4 separate regions of the Mus musculus genome follow, and regions 1, 2 and 3 are each linked to region 4. The links are chromatin contacts, called in public Micro-C and promoter capture Hi-C maps. All regions are on one chromosome and are shown on one strand. The core of a region is the stretch at or near the end of the contact, and the rest is flanking DNA. Distances in the headings are between cores, read along the strand shown. Region 1 overlaps Ldb3 (LIM domain binding 3). Region 2 has its middle 8.4 kb from the start of Opn4. Region 3 overlaps Ldb3 (LIM domain binding 3). Region 4 holds the start of Gprin2 (G protein regulated inducer of neurite outgrowth 2).

The links. Promoter capture Hi-C pulls out the DNA fragments that hold promoters and counts their contacts. A called contact is a pair of places that touch in the nucleus more often than the background predicts.
Region 1: a contact with region 4 is called in a promoter capture Hi-C map of hippocampal neurons, with 2.1 times the contacts expected there. The contact joins the enhancer-like site here to the promoter of Gprin2 in region 4. A contact is called at or near these places in 6 of 39 promoter capture datasets (the 3T3-L1 cell line, the HPC-7 cell line, cranial neural crest and 3 more), 1 of 15 datasets of contacts at CTCF or cohesin (embryonic stem cells), 1 of 484 Hi-C or Micro-C datasets (embryonic stem cells), 3 of 115 datasets of contacts at active chromatin or transcription factors (embryonic forebrain, embryonic stem cells and neural tube) and 1 of 9 other capture datasets (embryonic stem cells).
Region 2: a promoter capture Hi-C map of embryonic stem cells shows a contact between it and region 4. The contact joins the enhancer-like site here to the promoter of Gprin2 in region 4. A contact is called at or near these places in 19 of 39 promoter capture datasets (the 3T3-L1 cell line, the C10 cell line, the HPC-7 cell line and 12 more), 1 of 15 datasets of contacts at CTCF or cohesin (embryonic stem cells), 1 of 115 datasets of contacts at active chromatin or transcription factors (embryonic stem cells) and 3 of 9 other capture datasets (adipose tissue, embryonic stem cells and liver).
Region 3: a Micro-C map of embryonic stem cells shows a contact between it and region 4, with 4 times the contacts expected there. The contact joins the enhancer-like site here to the promoter of Gprin2 in region 4. A contact is called at or near these places in 2 of 39 promoter capture datasets (cranial neural crest and liver), 1 of 484 Hi-C or Micro-C datasets (embryonic stem cells) and 2 of 115 datasets of contacts at active chromatin or transcription factors (embryonic forebrain and embryonic stem cells).

The regions. Positions count from the first base shown.
Region 1 is chr14:34,567,812-34,572,666 of GRCm38.p6, forward strand. It overlaps Ldb3 (LIM domain binding 3), which reads right to left. Exons shown (of 15, transcript NM_001039074.2): 5 at 3,907-4,110; 6 at 1,902-1,916. Among named protein-coding and RNA genes, the nearest start is that of Ldb3, 18 kb to the right of the region's middle. Within about 2 kb of position 2,185, at least 27 of the 459 cell types and tissues checked have an H3K27ac peak or open chromatin away from gene starts, as enhancers often do. A contact at or near this core is called in hippocampal neurons, where this site is marked.
Region 2 is chr14:34,606,152-34,610,895 of GRCm38.p6, forward strand. No RefSeq gene overlaps it. Among named protein-coding and RNA genes, the nearest start is that of Opn4, 8.4 kb to the left of the region's middle. Within about 2 kb of position 1,715, at least 20 of the 459 cell types and tissues checked have an H3K27ac peak or open chromatin away from gene starts, as enhancers often do. A contact at or near this core is called in embryonic stem cells and stem cell-derived epiblast-like cells, where this site is marked.
Region 3 is chr14:34,547,047-34,551,512 of GRCm38.p6, forward strand. All of the region lies in intron 10 of Ldb3 (LIM domain binding 3), which reads right to left. Among named protein-coding and RNA genes, the nearest start is that of 9230112D13Rik, 26 kb to the left of the region's middle. Within about 2 kb of position 2,510, at least 292 of the 459 cell types and tissues checked have an H3K27ac peak or open chromatin away from gene starts, as enhancers often do. A contact at or near this core is called in embryonic forebrain, embryonic stem cells and liver, where this site is marked.
Region 4 is chr14:34,198,006-34,203,057 of GRCm38.p6, forward strand. It overlaps Gprin2 (G protein regulated inducer of neurite outgrowth 2), which reads right to left and starts at 3,628. Exons shown (of 2, transcript NM_183209.2): 1 at 3,405-3,628.

The DNA.
Region 1 (4,855 bases), core at 935-3,434, 370 kb after region 4:
AATCCTGGAACCTGAATTCCCACCCCACAGGCTGGAGTCCCTATAGGAAAGGAGGAGGTAGGTCTTCTTGAAGTGATTTTGACTTCCCCGAGCCAGCTCTGCGAGGGGCAGGGTGAGAACAGCCTGCCTGAGGGACCTGGAGGCTCGCTCAGGAACCATCCAGAGGCCTCCCCACACCCACAGATCCAGACAGGGAGCTGCCAATGGCTTGCTGCTGGAAGATGCCTGGGGTTTCTGGCTCAGCTGCGGGAGATCAGCCTGGCTAGAAAGAGTTATGAGAAACAAAGCAGGAAATTGTGTTGGGCCCTGGGCATGATCTGCAGGGGTTATAGTTGGAGAATGAAGTTACAGGCATGGTCTGTGCCCCAAAGCAGCATAGTCTTATGTGGGGAATCTGCTAATATCCCCTTAAGCTCCCAGGGTCTGACTTGCATAGTAGGTGCTCAAAAGACTTAGCTGAATAATTTTTTTTTTCAACTCCAGATCAAAGCCAGCAGGGATCCCAGAGCTCCTCAGGTGCTGGAATTTCTACCTGACTCAAGTTTCATAGGTCAGACTGTGAATCTGTGTTGCCCAGAAAACCCCTCTCAGATGTCAGGGAGCGCTCAGAACAAGCCTATGGCAATAAACCTGCCTGCCAGCCTTTCCTCTTAGAAATGTTGAAACTGAGGTCCAGAGAGCCCAACTGAGTAGCTCCAGGCTACAATAAACAGGAACACCATTGAATGACAACTTAGGTGACCCAGTTCCCAGCCCAGTGTTCCTTTTCCTTTTGTTATTATTAGTTTTGCTTCATTATTGTTGTTGTTATTCAGAGTCTTGATATGTAGCCTTCTTTGCCCCAGTCCCCCGAGTACTGAGACTGTATACTTCCATACCTGGTTTGCCCAGTGTCCTTTCTGTCAAGTGTTCTATAGTCAGGAAGCTCAAAGCCACACCTGCCTACCAGGGACTACCTAGCTCAGATGCTCTGACCACATGAAGACCCAGCCCAGCTGAGGCATGCCCTATCTTGTACCGTCCTGCCTGGCTCCGTCTGCCCTGTCCTCTGTGGGGACTGTCTAGCCAGGACAGGATCATCCTAGTACACAAGTCAGGGAGCTGGAAAGAAATGGTCTAGTCTCCCAGGTTTGGTTCCTTAGGCCTGGCTCAGGTTGAGCTATGAGGGCAGCGAAGGAGAAGGGGTGGAGGTCCTGCCCCTGCCCCTGCCCCTGCCCCTGCTCCTGCCCCCACTTTCCTGAAGTCTTTAGCCTTGAGAGCTAGGTATTTTAAGATTGTGAGTGAGATCGATTATGGGTCCTGCAGATACCTCTGGGGTCCATCCAGGGAGAAGCTCATAGCTGAGAGAGAAACAAAGGAAAGACTGGGTTCTTGTTCTTCCTGCAGAAAGCTGGAAGACCTTAGGAAAGACTGTAAGGATTCCTAAGGTCTTTGGGCACAACCAGATCTGTTTTGGTTTGGTTTGGTTTGGTTTGGTTTTTGAGGGTTCTAGAGACTGACTTCCTAGAGGCTCCTCTTACTCTCTAGCACTAAATGAATAGCCCAGTGTGCCTTGTAACCCCTTGTGTGCCACGTTCCAGCGAAGCTAGGAAAGACTGGGAAAACCTCACCAAAGCATGGCAAGGAAAAGGCAGGAATGAAGCCTCAGCCTGGGGTGGGCGCACCGTGAGTGCCATGACCCATAGCCACATTGGCATGGGTGGACTCCAGAAAACAAGCATCTGTCTGCGTGGGCTGGAGAGGATGTCATGTGGCTGAGAGGTGGGTGTGAGGAAAAAAGGTGGACAGAGCGCACAAACTGACCACTTGTCCTCAGACACATCCCACCAAACCCGCACACCATCCTGCAATGAGACAGATGACAAGACGGACGGACGGACGGATGCTGCAGGTCTACTTACGCCAGCGGAGACGCCCTGCCAAGCGGAAGGAAACCCAGCCGTGAGTGCGCGTCCATCATGGGGTAGCAGAGGGGCAGCGCACACAAGAGAGCGGGGTTAGGACCAGAAATGAGTTAGGGGGGTGGGATGGGTGAAGGAGGAAGAGAGAGAGAAAAAAAAAACTGTCAGTGAGGAAGGAACCGTGGAAATAACAGCAGAAACGGAACACGTTATGGCCAGGAGGCTTCCTCACTGCGCCATAGCGGCATCAGCTCAGCGTGCTTGAGTTAAAAGGAAGGGGAAAGGTTGATCCTTTCCAGGCACGCTAGCAATGAGAGGCACGGAAGGGAAGGGGACGGGTGGGAGACAGCTAGATTAATCAACAGAGCACCATACTCTCCAAATCACAGGCGCCTTGCCCTGATAGTAGAATTCAATAATAGAAGTTTTCCCAGTGTATAGAAAATACAGTGTGATGAGCAATCCGTCCATTATTTTCCATTTGACTTTCCTTTGGAGACGACGACTATTTTTAAGGGCACACCAAAGACCATGCGACAAATGTTAGCCGGAAATCCCTGTTGGCTTTTGGGCTGAGTCAGGCAGACATGTTTTTTTGGGGTATATATGAACTAATGGTTGTTCTTAACAATTGCACGGTCATTTTTTTCTTTTTTCTTTTCTTTTTTTCTTTGAATGAGTGATTTAAGTAAGTAAGCACAGCCCAGATGTCTGCAAAGGGCTGCAGTAATGAACAGGTTCCAGGTTAGTGGCTGCAAAATAGACAACTTCCGCCCCCTGGTGGTCGATGAAAAGTAGTGCCTTTCCGAGACCCGGTCAGGCTCTCCTGAAGAACAGGTCTCTCTCAGGATATGCCTAGCCTCTGGCCTCTGCATATACACCACGACCACAAGGGCTTTTGACCTTATCCTGTAGGAACTTCCTGGAATCTTCTTATGTCCCTCCTATAGTATTTGATTTTATAGTTTCAGAAAAAAAGTTTAGTGTACCCTTAGTCTTTCTCTCCTGAATTGTTGGGAATTTCTGATCATCCGGGGATAACATGTTGCCTAGAGAGGTAAGCTCTACACTTTGATATTCCCAAGCAGAACAGCCTGCCCTCTCCCACCTCTGTGCTCTGTGTGTGTGTGTGTGTGTGTGTGTGTGTGTGTGTGCGCGCGCGCGTTTGTGTGTTTATGAACGAAAACAGATGACAGAGACAGATAAAAACAAGACACAACGATAGAAAAGAGACAGAGATAGAGAATGGAGGTGAGAGAGACACACACACACAAAGAAAGAAAGAGGCAAAGATGGAGACAGAAGTGGGGCTGAGGAGAAGATGGGAGCAGAGAGTGGCCCTGTTAATGCTGTACCCTTCTCATCTGAGTTTCTACCGAGTGTCCTCAGGCCACCCTCAACGGTCCTCCACCAAGCTAGTAGACCAATCCCAGGAACCAAGGGCATTTTAAATCCTACTGCCCCGAAGCAAGGCCTCCTGGGTAAAAGTGGAGAAGAGAAGTGCCCATCATCCCATCATGAGGTTGACTGCCAATAGCACCTTGGGTGGTTATTGGCCTCAGGCCTCTTCCAATAATAATTAAAAAAAAAAAAGGCTATCAAGTGCCTGGATCGGTGCTCCTCACTGGAAGAATAAAGCAATTCCCCCCAAGTATGGCTTTATAGCAATGAGGGGTCCACGGCGCTCCCCGTGCTCCTTAAAAGCACCACGGAAGCCTCTAACCAGCCCCTCTCACTGAAGCTTGGGAACGCAGACTTACAATCCCTTTAAGGAAATACGACATTCTGCATTTTTTGCCAGTTCTCCTACAACTGAACTCTGAGGAGAGTTCAGCTAGACTCTGAAGAGAGAGGGCAACACATTCCGGAAGTCCCTGGTAAAGGCTGGACCACCCCCTCCAGTGGCCTGAACCCAGGCGGGTGACTCAAGGTGAATGAAGAAAGCTGGTTCCGTGAGTGCCTGGCAGCCTCCGGGTTCCGGCATGTGGAGTGGGAAGGCGCTTACCCACTGAAGTCACTGCCCTGGGCCTGGGCCTGCCCCGCGATGGCGTCCATGATAGCATCCTGTGAGTACATGCTGATCGGGGTGTTGTACTGAGCGTGGATGATAGTGGCCTTGCCTCCCAAGCCCTTCACTTCAATGGGCTTGTGGGTGGACAGGGCTGAGTCCTTCAGGACGCTGGGGTTGAAGCGTTCCTGGTAGTCAGCACTGAGGAGGGTAGGCAGGAAAAGGGGGAAGGGGAAGAGGGGAGAGAGGACAGTAGGTGACAGTTACATGGGAAGTCGAGGCCAGGGTGCAAGTGGGTGTGGAGAGAGATCTCCCAAAGTTGAGGTCTTGGCCCAAGTAAGTTACCCATGTGGGTTGCCTGGGTGTGGCCAGGAAGATTCTTGGCACCCCCAAGACCCTGGCAGAAGAGCCATCTTTCATGTCCACCTGAATCATCTCTCCCAGCTCCCCTCTGAGGCTCCACTTCAGCCAAGACTCCTTCCTGGGGTCAGCAGGGCCACCAGGCATGGTGCACACTCCCATCACACACAGCACGATGGAGAAGCAGACACAAGAGGGTTTGGGGGGGTTGGGATTGGGAAGGGGTCAAAAGCCGGGCCACATGACAGAAGAGAGGCAGCAAGTACAAGCAGAGTCCAGAACGTTCCAGAGGCGAAAAGCAGTCACATTGGGCACACTCAGAGACTCGGAGACTCGGAGCAGAGGTCCTCCACGGAGGGGCTTATCCTGCCAGTCGCTCTGCTGTGGACTGGGACTCTGTTCTTCCACATCTTTCTACACACATGCTTCTTCCTTGGAAGATGGCTCAAGCTGCCCAGGCCCCTCCAGTCCAGCATGCTGTAGCCTGTTAGTCTCTACCCATCCAGGGCTCTTGCCTTCAACAGATAGGTACATGCCCAAGCAGAGATAAAAATGAAGTGCGTTCCTTCTCAGGGATCCCACTGGG
Region 2 (4,744 bases), core at 465-2,964, 410 kb after region 4:
ATGTGGGTTTTTCTCTGTGATAAGCTTGGGAAAATCCCACACTGTAGCACTGGGATGACAGACCCACACCGTGGTACTGCAGGTCACTGTGACAGTGCAATGAGTGGACATCTCAGAAGGGGGGGGGGGCTGTAGTTGTCACTGCCCTAAATTACACTTTCACTGAGACCTGTGGTCAGACCATTGAAGCATGTCAATCATCAATAATATTATCAAGATGGCAAATGGTGGGTGTCACAATCCCACCATTTGTCATTTGGTAATATTAATATTTCAGTGCTTTTGGTTCCCTTTGTTATCTTATGCTCTTTATTTTATGGATCAGACAACATTCCTAGGGCTAGGCAAGAATGTGGGTTAAAAACGTTTGCAGTACAAGTCTGACGACCAGAGTTTGATCCCTAGAAGTCAGAGGGAAGGTGGGAAGTGAGTCCTTAGATTTGTCATCCGACCTCTACATGTGCACCATGACACAGGTGCACCCACACTTACACAGGCACATCGTATATAAACACACACATACACAAATAATATATGAAGGAAAGCCGGGCGGTGGTGGCACACGCCTTTAATCCCAGCACTTGGGAGGCAGAGGCAGGTGGAGTTCTGAGTTCGAGGTCAGCCTGGTTTGGAAAGTGAGTTCCAGAACAGCCAGGGCTACACAGAAAAACCCTGTCTCAAAAAAACAAAAAACAAAACCCACCTATACACACACACACACACACACACACACACACACACACACACCCATGCTTATAAATATATATATATATATATATATATATTGTGTGTATATATATGTGTATATATATATATATATATACACACACACATATACACACACAACACACACACACATATATGTATATATATGTATACATAAACACATACACATATATATTCTGGAAGTGGGGCATGGTGGGAGGAGCTTGTGATCCGGCAATGCGATCAGAAGCTAAGGCCTAGGCTATACTGAGTTTGTCGCATGGGCTTCAGGAAAAGCTGTCTCTAAAAAAAAAACAAACAAAACCAACGACAACACTAAAGCTCTGGAGCTGTGTGCGGTGGTGTACATCTATACACCCAACACTCCGACGCTGAGGCAGGAGGATCTGGACCCGAGAAGCCAGCTGGGCTACTTAGATCTGGTTTCGAAAAGACAAAAATGAAAACAAGATAAAACATCCCCGAAAAGGTCCGCATTCATCCCTTAGGGCTTCAAGGAGGCCGCTGACACGGTTCTGAGCCTTGCAGCCAAAAATAAAGGGTGTCAGGAGTAGAGGGGTAAAAGGTGGCTGGCTCGGCTGAGGCTTCCCCTGAGATCTCCACCCATTGCCTGGGGGTCCTCAGATCAGCTTCCCCTGCCTGCTGGGGAGATGCCTGGACTCGCCTGGTCCTCAGAGGCTGTCTGCACGCCTGAGCCCTGGCGTCTGCCTTACTACCTGCCTTCCCACACATCCTGGCATGCAGCTGGAAGAGGCGAAAAGCAACCTGCGTGGGCGGGGAATCTTTGTGAGGGTCTGGCCACCCTGAGACCAACGAGATGCAGTGTCTTGCAGTCCCCGATGCAGAGACTGATGGCGATCTGAACTTGGTACTGTGCCTCTCTTCAGGGACAGGGTGTGAAAGGCAGGGCATGGCACTGGACGGAGGACAACCACTAAATACAGTGGAACCGCTAATGCCTGTGGCTGCCCCTCCCTGGAGAGAGGGAAGGGATGGAGACCAGGGTTAGGCCCTGAAATCAGGCTTCAGAATGCGAAGCTCACAGCCCAACCCATCCTGCCCTCTGCACTTCCCACGTTGCAAGTCTGTGGTTCCCGCTAGGAACCTTTGCTTTTCTCTGATTATTAGAAAGGCTTCAGGCATCACGGTTCTGCTAGCAAAGACTGCACACTTTCTCTCCTAGGTCCTGGGATTTCACATCAAAAGAACAGTCACTCAGCTGACCCTTATCCCACAGATACTGCTGGGGACTTTGTATCCCCAGCAGGGGCAGGGATGAGTCACCTCCCTGAGGGGTGGGTGGGGGTAGGGAGTGAACTCCTGATTGATTTTGTAGAATTTGTTTTCATGATCTAAGACATAAACACATCCTTTAGAAATGAAACGTTTCTGTGAAAACTGTTCCCTGCCCATTGCCCCTGCCTTATAGTCCCACCTCCTGGAACAGCTCCCAAGCCTTCACTCTCTTCCGCTGGCAATTGCCCTGTTTGTACGCAAGGGCTTAGAACGCCAAATCTGGGTTTGGAATTTGTGGAAAGGGATTTTTCTTGTTGTCAGCTAAACCCCCAAAGAAGTAGCTGCGAGGCTTAGCGGTACCAGCATTCTGGGAGGAATATCACTAAGGTGCTGTATAGCCTCCCAAAGCATCAAAGGAGGTCAAACTTGCTTGGGTTTGGTCCAAACCCATCATCCATTCAGCTCCAACTGTCTAGAAGCCTACATAGGTGCTTTTCTTCCCATGAGTGTTCCTCTGAAATAAAAACCAATTCCTTATGACTAGCGAAGTATCTGAATTGGTGGAGTGCATACCTAACCCTAGGTTCAATCTATAGCATCACACACACACACACACACACACACACACAGTATGATGGCATATGCCTGTAATCCCAAGTGCAGAATAACAGTAAGTTCCAGGTCATCCTAGACTCAGTATGAAATTCAAGGCTTGCCTGAGCTAATGGAGACCTGTCTCTTAAAAAGGAAAATTACAATTCTTTGATATGTAGACCACTGACTTGGTCCACCAGCCAGACTGTACCAGCCAGCCTTTGCATTACTAAGTGGGACACCTGAGGGAGATCATTTTATAAAAAGCAAAGGTTTGGGGGAAGATCAAGGGCCTGCATTAGTCTTGTCAAAGCAGCTCCTGGCTGTGTTATCAGAATGGAGGCTCGCATTCATGGGAGGGCTTACACTACCGAACAAGAAGACAGAGATACTGGGGTGCCACAGTCCTAGCTCCTCAGTGACCTAAGGATTTTCCATCAGCCCTTTCCTAAAGTGGCTTCCAAGTGAGCCACCCTAAAGACCAAACCTTCAACTACAATAGATCCTTGAAAAACAAGATTAAGTCAAATCCACAGCATAACATACCACTACAATGAACTACAATGAATAGCATCGAGTGATAACCAAAGCTTTAAGCAAGGCTGCCAAGAGGCTCACAGCCAGAACTCATCCAGGTGTTTTTCTAGTTTCAGAACATACAGATGTAATAGATGAGCTCATTTGTCCCAGGGCACCCCTTAACATAAAGAATAAGTCTATTCCCCAAGAAGTGGTGGCCACACCTGTAAAGCAGAGATAAGTGGATCTCTGAGTTCGAGACCAGCCTGGCCTACAAAATGAGTTCCAGGACAGCCAGGGCTACACAGAGAAACCCTGTCAAGCAAAAGCCAGAAAAATGGACCTATTGTCCAAAGGAGGACATTAAAAGAAAACCAATTCCTTGTCTATTGAGGTTTGCTCGAGGGCGTTGGAGCTGTGTTTATCTGATTCCTCTATTTGAAAGTTCAAGCTAGCAGTTGTTCTCAGATGGCATGCAGGCACTAATAACCCTGGCGTCTCCTGTGGAATCATTCAGTAGGTATTTTAGACATCTCACTCTTAAGTCTGGAGGTGTAGCTCAATGATAGCATACTTGGCTTAGCATATGAGACATTCAGCTTTTGATTCCTAAGATCTTAAACAAAACTTCAAAACAAATCACCTCACTTCTTAAGCCGCAAGGACAGTCTTGAGAAATCCCATTTCCCTGGTCAGTACCCTGAAGCTCTTGAGGAACTAAGTTTTCAGAGGCTGAGCTTATTGTAGGTGGAAATGGGGACCCAGCTGACCCTTCAGTGGAGGTGCAAGGCTGGTGTGGCACTGAGGGCCACCGAAAGCATTGCTCACTAAAGGGTGGGAAAAGCAAACAGCGCTGGCATTTGCCACATGGTCACGAAGGATTAGGTCTCAGACAAAGAATCTGAAAGGATTGTTCTTAAGAAAAAAATAAGCAGGGCAATTCTAACAGATTCAAAGAAACTTAAAAGGCTTATAATGAGATGTGTGGTTCACACAAGCTTCTGGGGACCATCCAGAAGTCTGATCTCTGTCTCAACGTGAGATGTTTTAAAGGAACCGTGGCTTTTTTCAAGAATGACATAATGGTATAGTTGGTGCTATATCAAATGTTATTCTCTGGTTGACATACAATGTCTAGAATTTTCTTTAATACTTTAAATAAGTACAAGAAGTGGGGTTAAGGGGCTGGTGAGATGGCTCAGCAGGTAAGAGCACCTGACTGCTCTTCCGAAGGTCCGGAGTTCAAATCCCAGCAACCACATGGTGGCTCACAACCATCCCTAATGGGATCTGACGCCCTCTTCTGGAGTGTCTGAAGACAGCTACAGTGTACTTACATATAATAAATAAATAAATCTTAAAAAAAAAAAAAGAAGTGGGGTTAAGGGGCTGGAGAGCTGGCTCAGCGGTTAAGAGCACTGACGACTAGAGGAATCCCAGTTGGCTGAAACTGATAATTAGCTAGGTGGTGTGTACTTGAGGATGTCTCTGATATTCTTTCTTGTTGTTGTTATTTTTGTTTTCTCTTGAGGCAGGATATCACGTTGAACTCACCATGAAGACCAAGCTGACCTCAAACTCACAGAGCTCTGCTTGCCTCTGCCTCTGCCTCCAGAGTGCTGAGATTAAAGGTAAATATTAAATATATATAGCCTACATTTGTGGTTTA
Region 3 (4,466 bases), core at 1,260-3,759, 350 kb after region 4:
GATCATGCTATTCTGGAACCCAGAGTTCTGCTTGGCTTTGCCTCTCAAGTGCTGAGATCAAAGGCCCAGCCAAGCTGTTTGTTTTTTGACATATAGCCCAGGCTAGTCTGGAACTCACTCTGTATTCCAGGTTGGCCTCAACAATTCAGAGATCCTGGTATCTCAGCCTCTTGAGTGCGGGATTACAGACATGTGCCTCCACACCTAGCTCTAAAAGGAATTAGGAATGAAAGCCGTGTGATCGTCAAGCCATGGCCTTATGTACTAAGCACCTGAAAGGCAGTTAGTCTAAATTGAGATGTGCTATTCAGTTTAAAAATCTGAAGACTTAATAAAAGAATATAAAGTATCTTAGTAATAATTATCTTATATTGATTGTATGTTAAAGCTGTTTATTTATTTTTAAATTTAATGTGTGCAGATGTTTGCCTGCATGTATGTCTGTGTACCTCATGCATGCCTAGTACCTAGGGGAAGCCAAAAGCGTGTTGGATTCTCTGGGACTGGAGTAAGTTGGCTGTGGGTCCTGTGGAAGAGTAGCTAGTGCTCTTAACCACGGGTCTGCCTCTTCAGCCCCTTGTTTGTGTGTTGAGCCGGGTCTCTACGTGTTACCCAGCTAGCCTCAAGTGACCTTATTTCTCAGCTTCTGAAATAGCTAGCATGCATCTGAATAGAGTCCAGCTCTGAACCATTTTTAATATACTGAGCTGTGTCTGGAAAAACGTCCCAGTGGTTAAGAGCATGTACTAGTAAAAGACTGGAATTGGATTGCCAACACTCATGTCTCATGGCTTATAACTGCCTTAAACTTAAGCTTCAATGGATTCCACACCTTCTTCTGGCCTATGTAGGCACCTGCGTTCTAGTGTACACACACACACACACACACACACACACACACACACACACACACACGCATTTGAGGCTGAAAAGATGGCTTTGGAGAGATGGCTCAGTGGCTAAGAGCACAAGCTGGGATCCAGGTTCAATTCCCAACCCCCTCGTGGCAGCTTACAACTGTCTGTAACTCCAATTCCAGGGGATCTGACGCCCTCACGTAAAGGCAAAACACCAATGTACACACAATAAAATAAAATATTTTTTAAAAGGTCAGGTGCAGTGGTGCACACCTTTAATCCCAGCTCTAGAGACCTGATCTACAGAGCAAGTTGAGAAACCCTGAATAAAGAACACAAAAAACTCAGAAATTTTCATATGCTGAGCTAAATAAAAATGTATTTAAATCAATTTTACCTGCCTTTTTTTTTTCCTAAAAGTGTCTGCCTCTCGGATGGTTCTTTGCAACAGTGGCTGCCAAGAGCTACTGGCTTTCACAGTGTTGCACAGGAGTTTGTGTAATAGCAAGAGGCAGAGTACTTGCGAGTCAACTTTACAGACAACCTGGAGAGCTTAAGTGGCTACTCGAGGTCAGCCAGCTTGCAAGCTTCCTATCTGAAACGCACCCTAATCAGCTCCTCTAAACCACTCCGAATGCAGAACCAGGCTCCAGCATGCTCCTTCCAAGTAAACCCCGCCCTCGCCCACCTTGCCTCCCTCTCCAACCGCTCCTTCGGTAGGGCAGACATTCTCTTCCTCCTATCCGAGGCTTTCCTGAACCGCCTTCGTTTTCCAAACCCCTACTCAAGGCCCCAGAGAGGAAGGCTGGAATCCTGGACCAGGTTCCTACCTCCTACCCGCTGGGGCTACAAACAGGAGGAGGACTTTCTCTTCCGGGCGGTTCGCCCGGGCAGATCCCTGGGGAGGGGGAAGGAGAAGGGAGAGGACATGCGGGGAGCACGGTCCCCTCTCCTCTCAGCTCCTGCCTGCTTCGCCCCTCTACGCTCCAAATGCCGTAAGAAACCTGATATCCCATCTCCGAGCCCCGGGCTGTTGCTATTTCTACGTGACGGAATTAAGCCGGTTCGAATTAGAAGGTGATATTTCATCTCTAATTGGCACGTTCAAAGGGCTCCTATCGCACTTGGCGGCCCCGGGACTGTGTAATTAAACAACAAGGTGATCTGAGTCACTTAGCCCGGGCTAAGTCGCCGGCAAGCGCCCGGGTCGCCGCCCGGCCCGCAGGCCGACGTGGCCATCCCGGGGACCAAGGTGTCCTCCGCCCACTGGCCCCAGGTGTTCTGGGGAAACGGATGCCCAGCCCAGGCGCCAGAGATAAGATGCCGGCTCGAACCCCGCCCTGCCTCCGTCCCCCACCCCCCGGAAGCTGCGGCCGGGGACTGGCCGCGAGCGGGCTGCTCGTGCTCGGCGGCGCCCAAGTCCCCGCAGCCCAGCAGAGGAGCGGGGTGCGGGCCCGTATCCCCGGCTGGCCTGGCAGCCTACCAGCCGCCCCCGGAGCCCGTTGCCAACCCAGCCTCCCTGGAGAGAAGGAAGGGTGGAGGCAGGCCTCTCCTCTGCTCCAGGCAGGGATGAGTTAACGTCTGCACAGTCTGGGAACCGTGGAAAGGCCTTGGCTCCTGCCGGTCTCCGCCGCCCAGGCCGCTGCGGGAGAAGCGGCTGGAGGGCCCGGCCGCCCCCTGGTGGGCATGCGGGGACAGGACAAGAAAGGTGCCGGGAGGGCCTGCGGTGCTGCTGGGAAAGGTCTGCACCTGACACTACTCCTACCGGCTTCTGCAAACGCCTTCCTGTGTTTCCTGGCCGCACTGAGTGATCATTCTGTCTCCTACGTAGGAGATTTGTACCGCTCCCCTTCCAAAATGCCACCTCAGCCTGTGGAGCTCTGACTTCAGAATTTCCTTTCCTCGGCCCAGAAGTGCAAGAGATGGCATCAGACTACAGATATTATTTTATCTCTGCAGATATAACAAGAGGTTATAGAAATCCTATCTTACTCAAATGAGAAAATTCAGGTCTGAGAGATGAGGTAGTTTGCTTATTCCTTACAGCAGGCTGGGTGTCCCACCCATGCTAAAATGTTTCCTGTCCATACTCAGTTCTGTTGTCGGTGAGCTTCATAAAGCAGGGGACTGATTCTGTCGCTCTAGTCAGGAAAGCCTCAAGAGAAAAGCTTCCTTGGGTCTCATCAATGCCTTATCAGGATGTGTTCTGGAGCCTAGACTTTGTGTTATTCTTTATCCCAAGTCTACTTGGCCAGTTCACACTTGTAGGACACAAGCCCCCTTCCTTCTCCCTTAAAATAACCCGTCTCTTTTCCCTAAGCAGGCCTGTAACTTATTCCCTTCCTCGTTTTACCACAAATGGTTTGTGCATTGGAAAAGTGTGTGTGTGTGTGTGTGTGTTCATGGGGTGAGGTCATAGGGTATTTGGGAAATGACACCTTTCATTCGATTTTGCTATGAACTGAAAACTGATCTTTAAAAAGTCTATTAAAAACTGGGTGTGGTGGCACATGCGTATAATCCCAGGACTTGGGAGGTCCAGGAAGGAGGATCAACAATCAGCCTGGTCTACCTGAGCTACCCTGCCAACAAACACACACACACAAAGTCTATTAAGATTTTATGTGTAAAGCAGAGCATAGTGGCACATGCCTTTAATCCCAGCATTGGGGAGACAGAGCCTGATCTACATATGGCGTTCCCGGACAGTCAGGACCACATAGAGATCTCATCTCAAAAGCAAAACAAACTATATAGAGAGACCATATAGTCCATAGTAGTTTTGAGTGAAGAAAAACATTTGTATTGTAATAGTAAATGAAAAATCATCATTGCTTTTTATAAATTCAAGATGAATATATATATATATATATATATATATATATATACATATATATGCATGCTGGACGTGTATTTTTTTAAAGATTTATTTATTTTATGCATATGAATACACTGTTGCTGTCCTCAGACACACCAGAAGAGGGCATCAGATCCCATTACAGATGGTTGTGAGCCACCATGTGGTTACTGGCAATTGAACTAAGGACCTCTGGAAGAGCAGTCAGTGCTCTTACCCACTGAGCCATCTCTCCAGCCCCAGAAGTATAATGTTTACTTGGAAAGTATATACATACCTAAAATCCTATTTTATCAACCTATGGAATGGCTATCAAGGGATAATTAAAGGAATACTTAAGGCTCACTCCCTGTGTGTGCACAGCTGCCGGAGTATAGAGTGTAAGCTCATGACCTCTTCCTGTTACTCTATGATTACCCTCCTGCCTCGGGTGTGTGTGTGTGTGTGTGTGTGTGTGATGCTAGGGATTGAGCCCAGAGGCCTCACCCATACTAGGCATACACTCTACCACCAGGTTAACACCTCCATCTATCTATCCCATTTCTTTATTGGTTGAATGTATCCTCATGGCAAGTTCAAGTCAGGCACATACAAAGGAGAAAGTCTGCCACAGCCCTGCCCTCCTAAAGTTCAGGGTCAGAACGCAACAGGAAGAAAGACTGTGAGTAGACTCGGGGCTTGGCTGTCAAGGGCCTTCCTATGGGCATAGCCGTAGTACATAGGACCTTCCTCTAACTGGGAAAAGACCTGCT
Region 4 (5,052 bases), core at 2,378-4,877:
TGGACCCTCGAGAAGCAAGCAGATCTCTGACCTGACTACTGCAATCACCCAGAGTTCCAGGACCCATCCCTACCTCTCTAGCTCCCGATGATGTTCATGGCTTGCCAATGGGACAAATGAACAGAAGCAAAGCTTAGACCCCCAACCACCCACCTCACCCAATTCGTAGGCCACATGGAAAAAGGAGGACAGGGAGACATCTCAGTCTGGAAGTCCTGTGGGCACCAAGCTAACCTTGGCAGGGAGACAATCACCCAGTGGTGTCTAAGAACCCTGAGGAAACCCCATCAAAAAATCTACACAGCCCTAGGGTGAGACCCTCTACAGACCCTCCTAGGGAACAGAAAGAACATAAAGAACAGGCCAGTCCCCTGGCTCCCAGAGGAAATAGGTGGTACAAGTCTAAGGGTACCCGAACCCACAACAAGACCTAATGAGAAGCCATTAGCAGGAGGATATTTTTGTCCCTGCCTCCCTAGACACTGCCCAGTGCCCAGAGCTAGCCATCTCCCAGAGTGACCAGTGACCAGAGACCCTGGTGGGAAGCTATGCATTGATCTGGTTACCTTATCTACTCCGCCGATGTACAAGCAGCAAGTGACAACACTCAGCCCTAGGGCAATCCTAAAACACCAACGAGCCCACGGCTGCAAACGGCTGATTCAAAGCCTCACCAGCCACCGCACACAGCAAACGACCAGTGACAATCTGAAATGAAAACCCCAGCTCTGTGGAAACTCCCAAACCAGTTCAGTCAGAGAGATCCCCTTAGTCAGAGGCTGCAATATTGCCCCAGCCCAGTAATCTAGGCCTCAGGACATGCCCAGTAGGATGAGCAAAGTGCCAGCTCAGACCACACTGTGACGTGTATGTACATTACCTCTTGTAATGTGTGTGTGTGTGTTTGAGCCTTTGGCTCACAGGCAGCAAGGACCAATGTCATTTGGAAGAAGTACCCCCAAATTTTTAGCACCATGCATCTGAAGGGACTTACCAGCCCCGGGGGAGGGAGGGCTCCAAGGGAAGCAGTTCTAGATAACCCCTGGTATATGGGGGTGGGGTGGGGGGTTCCAGCTCCTTGTCACCAACACGTGGGCTAGGCTGAGGAGATGGAGCCCCAGGGTGGGGAGGAAAGGGAGGCTCTGCTCCCAATACTGGCTCTTCTTTCTGCTGCACATTGCACAACTGCTCTTGGGTTTCTGTGAGCCTCACTGTACCCATTCTACAAATCTGAAGTAAGCCCTACCCCACTGGGTGGCTGTAAGGGCTGAACTTAATGGCATGACGTCATCATTCCCCTCCGTCATGGCTGTGACTTGAGACCACAGTGTTGTAGGAACTAGCACTGGGAAAGTGCTAGAAGCAAAGATGACCTTTTAGGAAGCCACCAAGACGCCCCACAGGGAAGCTTCATCATCCAAGTCTTGTCCCCTTCATCCTAGCCTGTGATGTCACCAGTTTCCCGGCAACCCCATCCATCATCACCCTTAAGTTTCCCAGGGCCCATTTGAAGCCCTTCATCTGGTAGACTATGTGCACACACAAGGCTGTGGTGTGGATGACACATGCCTAGAAAGCCATGTTGCAGTCATGGGCAGGTTCCAGTTTTACCCAAAAGAGATCCTGGGATGGGGCTAGAGAGAGAGAGAGCTCAGTGGTTAGGGACACATACGGCTCACGCACACACACTCACATTGGTCGGCTCTCAGCTCTCTGCAGCTTCAGTTGCAAAGGATCAAACACTCCTACTCACATGCACATACCCACACACTCTCTCCTGGGAAGGCGTTTTAGCCCCACACAAAAGGCAGACACACAGAGGTATCCAAGAGCACTAGTGTTGAGTAATACCTTAATGTCCTTTCTCCCACCGCGTCTAATGCAAACGCTGTGACAGCTGTGGATGACATCGTGTGGTCACTGTCCTCGGGTTCTACTGTCAACAACTAGAGTCAACCACCCTCACATGCAGCAACTATCAATGCCATTTTGAAGAAACACCCCCCTCCCCCCAGTTTTTCAGAAACTTCCAGACTAGCCCAAGCCTGAGTCCGTGGGCTCCACTTGGTTAGAAATTCTGATTCTCTCCCCAGCTGAGAAGCCTATACCTTAGGGGTGGACTGGGGAAGGCTTCTAAAGGGCCTATCTCAGACCACACTAAGTCATTCATGCAAGCAGCAGGCGCTTAGATGACAACCTCTGTGTCCAGAAAGCCACAAAAAGGCAAGCAAGTCGACAAAGGAGGGAGCAGGGTGTGAGAGGAGAATCAGGACTGCTCACAGAGTTAACATAAGGAAGTTGAAAGGCCCAGGTAGGGATAGCCCCTACAGATACCTCAAATCCCTTGTAGAGAGGGGTGTGGCCACCTACAACTAGTGGTTTGATCATGCCAGCGTGCAAATAAACGGCCTAACAGGAACACAAGCCGAATGGAGAACGCAGCAAGAGACATCCCTTAAGGTGGGTGGGGCAGCTCCAAGAATAAAATCAGTCCCTCGTAGCCTCTAACCTTATCGAGATGGCATAGAACCTAAAGGCAGAGAAATGCCAGGAAAGGGGTATGCATGAGAAAACAAGCTCCAAGACGCCACCCTGCTCACCATAGAGAAACCCCTAAGAGTCCCAGAACGCCTAAGAGTCCCAGGGCCTGAAACCTGTGAGGGTTTGCTCACTCAGGTGCTAACAGTGGGCTGAATGTGTCTCAGGGTCAACTGCAACTGCAGGAGGCCACTAAGATTGTACCTGCACTCCCCAGCACAGTGCCCCAGCATGGACACACGCCTCACTGTGGCCATGGCACAGGCGGGTTTACAGTGTGAACCTGCAGGAAAGAACGTTCATTCACAGCAGCACTCCGCATGCCAAACACAGGCCGCCCCTGCTGCGGTCAAAGGCCTGAACGCACCACACACCACGCAGCCTCCCTGGCCAGGGCTCCCTTCCCCGAATCTCCAGAGCAAAGCCCACAGTGGTCTTAGGGAGAAGTACACAACCCAAGTCTCGGATCTAGGCTACAGACCTTTCCAGGACAAAGACTCAAAGGATATGGGGCAGTGAGCTCGCTGGTAGGGATGCTCCTGAGCAGAAGAGGGCGGGGCGCTGGCAACAGAGGACAGGGTGGGGGATGCGGATGGAAGAGAGGAGAACCCGGGAGGGAAGAAGCAAAGGAAGGCGGGGTGGAGGCCGATGGGCTCCGGTCCGGGGCAGAGGAAAAACAAAAACAAAACCCGGAGACTGGGCAAAGGGAACGTGGAAAAGAGAACCGGAGAGGGCAAGGGGGAGGCAACCGTGCGGAGGAATGCGGCGCAGACAGCGGTGAGGAAGGGGTTCGGGGGTTCAGGAAGGGGGGCGCCGCCCACACCACCCCAGCACCCACCACGGCTCGTGTTGAGCCAGCCTCTCACCCTGTCGCCTCCAGGGCCGCAAAGGCCGGCGGAAGCGCTGCTCCTGCGGCCGCCACAGGTGCCCGTCGCCAAGATGGAGCCGCACTGGGTCTAGCCCCGCCGTGGTGCAGCCGGCCGCGGAGCCTGCGCTGCCAAGGGCCAGAAGGGGAAGCTGTCACCGGTACCCGGAGCAGGGGTGCTGGGGGTTTGAGGGGGGCGACTCACTCACCTAGGCGCGCCCCGCCTCTTCACGGCTCAGCGTCCCGGCCCCGCCCCCTGCCTCGGCTCCGCCCATGTCATTCCCTTAGGCTCCGCCCCCAAGACTGCCCATCCCCCCTTCCTGACCCTTCCCCCCCGCCCCCCCCCCCCCCAGCAAGGCTGTTTTCTCACTGGGCTCATCCATTTTGTGCAACCTTCCCGACAGAGCCGGCCGCTGTGTTCCAATCTCCCACCCCTAAAGGGCGCCATCGTCCTGCCCCAGTCCCTCCGTGCCCCACCTTGCCTTGCGTGGCTAGCTCCGGCAAATCCTCCAGGTCCCAAATTCACATCCTTAGAGATTTTCAATCCCTTGCTCTGACACCAGAATCCATTGACATTCCCTGTGGCCCCGCCCCCCCCCCATGTCCTTTATCTTCCTGCCCCACCTCTCACAATTCTTGGGCCTCCCACCCACCTCTTGAGACCTTTCCCCAGGTCTTGCTCTCTAGAGGCCTTGCCTGTTAGGGAGTCTTCAGGCCTGCTGGATCCAACAGCATGCTCTCAGCTCTAGACTCACCTCAGGGAGAAATCCAAGCTTGATCCAGTTCTTGAGGTTTACAATTGCAGTGTGGTCCTTAAGGAGTACCTGCCCAGCTTCATAGTCCCAAAGTCACACCCTCAGCCATGTCCTTCAAGGTCTACATTCTTGATAACCTGTCAGTCTATCCACTTCCAGGACCATTTCCACCCTTGCCCTCTGACCCAATCCCACGCTAGGATGGTTTCGCAGCCTACCTCAGGGATGCAAAGAGCTGACATGCACAGTGACTCCCAGTGGGGAGAGACCTCACTGGAGCCTCAACTATTTTCCTGTAATTCCCTGCAGTTCTGATATTTCCTCCCTAGATCCCACTGTGTCCCTTCCTAAAAGCTCTACCGATTCTGGGTTGCCTGATCCCATGGAAAGTCTAGGATCCCTATTAGCTTTGCTCCAGCATCCCCAGACACACAGGACAGGAAGCTACCCCACCTAGATCTGACCAGACCCAGTCCACCATCAAGGAGTCCCCAGGTACCCAGGGCCACAGGGTAAGAGGAGACTGGGCTTCTTCTGAGTCCCCATCTCAGAGAACTAAGTCCCAGTGTCACACTCCTTTGTTGACAGCAGCCCTGGAGCCCCAACTTGCCTAGGGTTGTTTACACTCTTCCCATGCAGTTATGGGGAACCAACACCATCTTTGTCTCTCTCCTAGTTATGGATGGCTTCACTATCTTCTCAGAAAGTCCTAGATTTCCTCCAGTCACCCCTTCCCAGCAGGTCCTCAAAGCATTCTCTCCAGTTTGGGAAAACAGCCATCCTGGAAGAGCTAAGCACCCTGACAGGGCTGCACAGGCCTGTGGAAGCTCTGCTTCTACAGCCACAGGTGTCCAGGCTTTAAGATGGAGCCCGAGCTACACTAGTTGGGTCTAA